2 separate regions of the Mus musculus genome follow, and region 2 is linked to region 1. A link is a contact called in public Hi-C data. All regions are on one chromosome and are shown on one strand. The core of a region is the stretch at or near the end of the contact, and the rest is flanking DNA. Distances in the headings are between cores, read along the strand shown. Region 1 holds the start of Akr1d1 (aldo-keto reductase family 1, member D1). Region 2 has its middle 39 kb from the start of Gm33318.

Region 1 (3,598 bases), core at 712-3,211:
TTCCCCATCTGTCAGTGGGCTTAACTGGTATTGGCTTTGCAATGTGAGGATTATGTTAGAAAATGCATGTGCTACAAAACATGCACAGAGTTCCAGGCACATAGTTAGGTGTTTAGAACACTTTTAGCTATTATTTTTTTAAATTTATTTATATCTCCATATTGTCTAATGTACACATCCCTCTCACAAACTTTTCCATTAGTTTAATAAGCACTATTTGAACAAGCATTACATACAAGGCATTGTCATGAGACTCTAGAGTTGAACAAGCAACGGTCTTTTCTAATAAACTTCTCAGGCTAGTGAGAAAGATTATGGAGTGTCAGTAGGACAGGAGACCATGTGTGAACATGTGGGAATTAGGATGTTGTGAGTGGGAAGAGGTATCCTTTGATTTGACCCTTCAAAGTTTACTATAGGGGGCTTCGAGATGGCTCAGTTGGTAAACTGCATGCCATAGTAACTTGAAGGCCTGAACTTGGATCCCCAGCACCCACATAAAAGCTACACATGAAGGGGTGAGTCTGTATCCACAGTGCTGGCTTGAGGAGCAGAGACAAGCATCCTTGGAGCTCATTGGTCGGCCACTGTAGCAGCTAGTGAGCTCTAGGATCAGTGTAAGACCCTATCTTTAAAAAATAGCCAGCCCAACTTGAGACCCATCTCATGGTCAAGCACCAATCCCTGCCACTATTAATGATGCTCTATTATGCTTGCAGACAGGAATCTAGCACGGCTGTCTTCTGAGAGGCTCCACCCAGCAGCTAGCTCAGACAGATGCAGACATCCACAGTCAAACAGTAGGTGAAGCTTGGGGACTCTATGGAAGAACAGGAGAATCTGGAGTTCTAGGTCTTGACTAGACTGGCTGGCCAATGAGGAAATGGAATCTGCCTGTCATTCCCTACATAGAGCTAGAGTCAGAGGCACAAGCCACCATGCCTGGCTTTTTATGTGAGTGCCGGGGGAGTGGGGGTGGGGGATGGGGGGTGGGGAAGCGGTATGTGAATTCAGATCCTCACCTTTGTAAAGCAAACACTTCACCCACTGTGCCTCTCCCCAGCCTTAGGTCATGATCTGCATGTACGGAGAGTGGCTAATGGGCTGGATAGACAAGTCAGCTAACCTATAAAGGCTAACCTATAAAGGCTTGGAGCGTAAGGTAAGGAATGAGGGATTTGTAGTTGATGAGGAGTGGAAGTATGCATGATCACACATGGGCAGCATAAAGACCCCAGTGCCGCTCCTCTGACACCCTCAACTGGAGTTTGCTTCCCAGTCAACACAAAGACACCCTTGTTGCTTCACGATGTTCACCACCTTGAGAGTCAGCATTACCACAGGATCAAAGCAACTCAGGGAAACAACCATGCAGAAACTCTTCTGTGTGGTGATGGTGGTTCCTCTCCTTTCACTGTTTTCAGATATTAGGCATAGTTCTAGAACCAAACTCCACCTTCTCTGCTTCCACAGGTAAGGATGCCTACATAGCAAGACACTCTCTTCATACTGGAAGCTTCTATAGACTCATGCTTACAGATGAGTCTAGCCTGTAGCCAACAGACCACATCTGGACAAAGGTGACTATGAATGCATCTCTCCACAAACTCACAGACTTAAAATGTTGTGACTTTATTTTTACTCTTTGAAGCCTGTACTCTGTGGATGGTCACATAAAAATGTGGCCAGATAGAATTTGACTTCTGATTTAAAATCGGTTTAGGCAACATACACCACCACCACCAAACACACACACACACACACACACACACACACACACACGAATATATACATACCGGTCTAGGATCTGAGTAGGTTCCAAGCCCAATGAGTGGAATGTTGTTCCCATCACTTAGGGATATTTGGTGGTGTGCAGCGCTGAGGTTCATCGTAGAGAAGAATCTGAAGCTTCTGGGGTGATTCTGAACAGGGCAGAGGCACATTATTTGAAAAGGTGCCTATTGCATAAAAGAACTGAGCACTAGGAGGAGGAGCAGGGTGGGGAAAGATGATAGACAAACAGATTTCTCAATCTCTCTGAAAACTCTAGGCAGTTGTCGTAGTCAGGGTTTCTATTCCTGCACAAACATCATGACCAAGAGGCAAGTTAGGGAAAAAAGAGTTTATTCAGCTTACACTTCCATTGTGCTGTTCATCACCAAAGGAGGTCAAGGCTGGAACTCAAGCAGGTCAGGAAGCAGGAGCTGATGCAGAGGCCATGGAGGGATGTTCTTTACTGCCTTGCTTCCCCTGGCTTGCTCAGCCTGCTCTCTTATAGAACCAAGACTACCAGCCCAGAGATGGTGCCACCCACAAGGGGCCTTTCCCCCTTGATCACTAATTGAGAAAATGTCCCACAGCTGGATCTCATGGAGGCATTTCCTTAACTGAAGCTCCTTTCTCTGTGATAACTCCAGCCTGTGTCAAGTTGACACACAAACCAGCCAGTACGGCAGTGTTTTTTGTTGTTGTTATTTGTTTACTTGTTTTTTGTTTGGAACATCCTCAGAGGCCTGAAACTAGTAAACCTGTTGAAGGGTTATGCTTAGTGTCCTGCAAAGGAAAACAGTTTGTTCAAGAAAAGCAATCTACCTGGTTTCTGTCCGGGGGGGGGGGGGGATTTGTTGGCAAATAAGAGATTTACCCTCAATTTCCTTAAACGATAAAGAAATTAGCCCATATTGGGAGTGAGGTGATGGGGCTGGATCTCTAATGGTAAGAATCATGAGGCCATAGCTCTCATGCCTTCGTTGAGCCTAAATAACTCCCCAAACACCATTTTCTAGTATAGTAGTCTATTTATCTATGAGAGATATGTTTCCAAGGTCCACAACAGATGTCTGAAACTGCACATAGAGCTTACAGTTTCCTACACATCCGTACGTCACACTTTATCTTTTCACTTAAAGCAATCATTGTACAGTTTCCCTTTGACAGTTGAATGACCAGAACCAATGATCTCTTACTTTGAAGTCATGATAAATAATATTTACTTGAGTTTGAACATTCTGGCATTACAAGTGGCCCACTGGTGGTGGTAGACACATTGGCAAGCAGAGGCCGGGGAATCTCTTAAAGCCAGTCTGGTTTATAGAGCGAGTTCCAGGACAGACAGGTCTACACAGAGAAACCAGAAACAAAAAAGAAAAAGAAATGAAAGTTAACATTGCATTAATTAATCAGATGCCTAGGGTGGCTACGAAGTAACTAAGGGACCTATGGAGTCAGCCCTTTCCTTTCTGTAACAAAATTTCAGAGATAAATCAACTCTTAAACAATGTGTTTACTATTTGTCTCACTGGTGTAGAGATCTTGAGCCCAGGTCGCTGACTCATTACTCTGGGCCTGTACTTTGGGCAGCATAGTTTATCACAGTGGGAGCATGAAACATACTCCTGCAAGATGGTCAAACTACAATACCAGACCTACTTGACTAGACTCTACCTCCGAAAAGTTCCAGGACAGAATCAACAGTCCCATCCTGAGAGAGAAACAGGCAAATCATAAAGAGGCCAAATGGCCTTGCTGGGTTCAGAGAACTGACTGCCTACAGCTTTCCTAGTAATTCCATGTCCTTGCTGCTTCTGTTCCCAGGGTC
Region 2 (3,598 bases), core at 621-3,120, 49 kb after region 1:
AAAGAAAGGAAGTGATGCAGGGAAGGAGCCACACCCAGGCCATGCCCATAACCTCTGGGAACTGGACATGGATTTCTCCTTGGGCTTTCCAGAACCATGGCAATTGAACTGACTTCGCACTTTCTAACATCAGGAACTAGAAAATTGCAAATTTATTTATGTTCTTTTCAACCACTGAGTTTGTGACAATTTGTTACAACACTTATAGAAATATAGTGATATTTGTCTGGGCAATGATTTTTTTATATTGTCTCTAGAATAGGAAATAATGATAATAGTAGACAAAGGAGATTGCATTAGGTTATAAAACTTCTGTACCACAAGGGAAATAAGTAATCGCATGAACAGATAACCCCAAATATGAGTGAGAATGCATGTAAACCGCATACCTCCTAAAACAGTGGTTCTCACTTGTCCTAATTGTTATGAGGTATTTACCAGAGAATGTGAGGAGCGGGTGTGGCAGCAGTCCCAAGAAGGCGCCAGGGACTGCAGCTAAGTCTTATGACTTGCACCTGACTTCCTCATACACCTGAAAATAAGCCACAACCATCGTAAGAGCTGCGCAGGTGCACCAGGATACTGGCGAATCCATTTTGGTGGAGACATGCCCCTGCTGCCCTGATTAGCTGAAGCTGTGTGCCTGGTGAGGTGACGTGGCCTGCCCTGAGTGGATGAGGGCTGAGAGTATATAAGAGTGAGAGGCCCGGGTCAGGGAGAGAGAGAAAGAGGAAGATGAGGAAAAAGATGAAGCGAGAGAGATGAAGACAGAAGTTTGCTGAATAAACTGCTGTTAGAAGGACTGGTGGTCGTGTCGTTCTTGCTGGTTGAGAGCGGACGAGACAAGAGAAGACTTCATGCACATGGGTTAAAGCCAACAGAAGTCCTTATTAACTAGTTAGCAGCTACACTGGGTCCTCAGGATATCAATGTAGCACTAGGCCTTTCTCAGGATGATCTTTCAAGTACAAAACACATGTTCTGGGTTGACATACTTCAGCTAAGAAGAACAGTTAGCCAGACAAAGAATTATAAAAACTAAAAAAAAAAAAAGTTAGTATATTTTGAGATGTTCCCAGAACTAGTTAGTATATTTTGAGACGTTCCCAGAACTATATGGACTTTGATAGATTAGGTCTTTGTTTTAGTTTTGGCAAGGGATGCTGTCTATGTGCTGAGTTTTACAGCCTGAATGGTAGTTCCATTATGAAGTCAGTTGTGCTAAGGTCTATGTGCCTACTGAGATCTGGGTCCCTTTTACACACTACGACAATGACACTTTAATACAGTTCCTCAAGTTGTGGTGACCTCACAACCATTGAGAACCACTATCATAAGAACTCAATATTTAATATATGGGAGATATACCTCAACAATAAGAAAATAAATAATCAAATTTATATTTATATGTGTGTATAAATGATGAAGTAATGAGATGAGAGCCTTAATTAAGCTGTGTGAACACAATGCTTAGGCTGAGCCCAGAACATTTCTTTCTGTTCTATCTATTCCTAGGCTTAGGCCTGGAAGCTCCTAGCCTCCATAGAATCTAATCTTCTCCAAGCCCAGACCTTGAAGGCTTTAGCTTCCAGCCTCCATCTGCTAACCTAGGCCTAGAATGTTTCAGCCTCTGAGACTAACTGCTGAATAAACTCATGACCGTTGCTAGCTCTTTCTGAACTCTGGCTGGCTGGTTCAACTCTGCTGTTCTGGTTCCAACTCCTTTCCAAGATGACTAATTCAAATTGGCTTCTCTCTGTTTCTAACTGAATTGCTCTATTTGGAAAAACTGCCTCTGAACCTCATGAACTGAACTGTGCTGATTGCAGTGACTGTGTGACCTGAATGGAACTGAACGGAACTGCACACACTCAACCGCATTTACCTGACCTTCACTGAACTCAACTGAACTCCACTTCCTGCACTGCTCTTAAGTAGCCTCTGTTTCCTGTCTGTTCTTGTAAGAGTTGGGCATATCTCATCTCTGACTCATTTTGTCAAATTTTCTCTGATTCTTCACTTTGTTTGCCCGGAAATTAAATGTCATTGTTTGGGATTAAATGTATGTATTAAATGTGTGTCTGTATTCTAGCCAGAGGGATTAAAGATATATATTCCAGCCAGGGGGATTGAAGGTGTATCATTCCATCTGGATCACATAGACCTATATGGTCTTTGGATGTGAGCCCTTGCCAGAGCAGCCATGTTACTTAAAATTCTTCTACATGTATGGATTAATGCTGTTGTTGTCCTTGGCCAGAGGAGTTCCTCTTTACAGTTATCATCAATTAATGTGGAGATTCATAATTGATCAAAGTGGTGAGAAAAAGTGACTGACCGTTGACCCCTCTCCATGAAGGTTCGGGGAACAGAACTGGAGGATTAATGTGAAGTGCAGTCTTTTGGGACATGACATTGTCATTGCACCATGAAACTACTGTGTCTATCCTTCTTACACAAGATCAACAGGCAACACAGATTCAGTGGGCTTCAACAACAGGAGACAACATGAAGAGGGGAAGAGTAACAGGTAGGAGGAAGGGAGCTGGGGTGTACATGATCAAGACACACTTCTCATGTTTGAAACTGCCAGGATCAATGAAACATACTATAGTTTTAAACATAAACAATTAAGAAATGGGGCAAAGGGTCGAGTAGTGGTGCACACCTTTAATCCCAGCACTGGAGGGGCAAAGGCAGGTGGATTTTTGTAAGTTGGAGTCCAACTTGGTCTACATAGTGAGTTCTAGGATAGTCAGGGCTATTATACAGAGAACTCCTGTCTGAAGCACCTCCTGACCCCCCCCCAAATGGACAAAGGCCCTGAATACACACAATGACCAGCTCAAAAATTTTGACATTATTAATTGTCAAGTAGATGTGAATTTAGTCCCAAATTAAATATCAGCTTACACCAGTTAGAATGGCTATTAGATCAGAGATGAGGGCATAGTTCAGTGATAAATGTTTGCCTGAGGTTCTCAGATTGATGCTGGCATTTCAATAACCAAGACATATACAAACAACAAAAGACAACATTTGTTGGAGATGATGTAAGTTTCCTTGTACTTTGGTACTGGGAATGAAAATTGATAGGATAGTTGTGCAAAACAGTAGAAGAATTGCCAAAAAAAAAAAAATAAGAAAAATAAGAAAACTTCTCTTTGCAACAGATGGGAGATCATTAAAAAAAAAAAAAACCCACAAGCAATCAAAATGCAGAGTTGTGGAGCTCAATCCTAGTGAATACATCTACAAAATAACTCCTGCATCTATAAAGGCCAGAGGGCCACGGAGTTTGCTGTGAAGTTGTGTCTCCTAGTAAAGTCAAAAGCTACACCCACAAAGCCTCACTAATCTAACTGCCTAAACACGAGCTGAACAAATACAACAACCATGGACGTGCTAAAGTGGACTAGAGAAAAACTAAGGTCACAGCCCCACGGGCATCTAAGGAATGCTGGTCTTCCCCAGGGAAGAGCACACGGGTTAGTTCTCTGATCCCAGATGATCGTCCCTGGAAATATACACACAAGTAATATTATTCAGACTGAGTAGGTTAGACTTCGGGACATATAGCCGTATAACAATGCTTAGT

Evidence for each region. Hi-C and Micro-C count contacts between places; a contact is called where the count stands out from the background.
Region 2: a contact with region 1 is called in a Hi-C map of liver, with 2.7 times the contacts expected there. The contact joins the enhancer-like site here to the promoter of Akr1d1 in region 1. A contact is called at or near these places in 6 of 39 promoter capture datasets (the 3T3-L1 cell line, embryonic stem cells, liver and 2 more), 1 of 15 datasets of contacts at CTCF or cohesin (the NIH/3T3 cell line), 7 of 484 Hi-C or Micro-C datasets (embryonic stem cells, liver and pancreatic cancer cells), 3 of 115 datasets of contacts at active chromatin or transcription factors (embryonic stem cells, kidney and liver) and 3 of 9 other capture datasets (adipose tissue, liver and pancreatic islet).

What each region holds. Positions count from the first base shown.
Region 1 is chr6:37,528,536-37,532,133 of GRCm38.p6, reverse strand. Akr1d1 (aldo-keto reductase family 1, member D1) reads right to left here and starts at 1,961. Exons shown (of 9, transcript NM_145364.2): 1 at 1,797-1,961. The coding sequence starts at 1,889. Gm33429 (a long non-coding RNA gene) reads left to right here and starts at 731. Exons shown (of 4, transcript XR_868980.3): 1 at 731-954; 2 at 1,064-1,580.
Region 2 is chr6:37,479,618-37,483,215 of GRCm38.p6, reverse strand. No RefSeq gene overlaps it. Among named protein-coding and RNA genes, the nearest start is that of Gm33318, 39 kb to the right of the region's middle. Within about 2 kb of position 1,870, at least 26 of the 459 cell types and tissues checked have an H3K27ac peak or open chromatin away from gene starts, as enhancers often do. A contact at or near this core is called in liver, where this site is marked.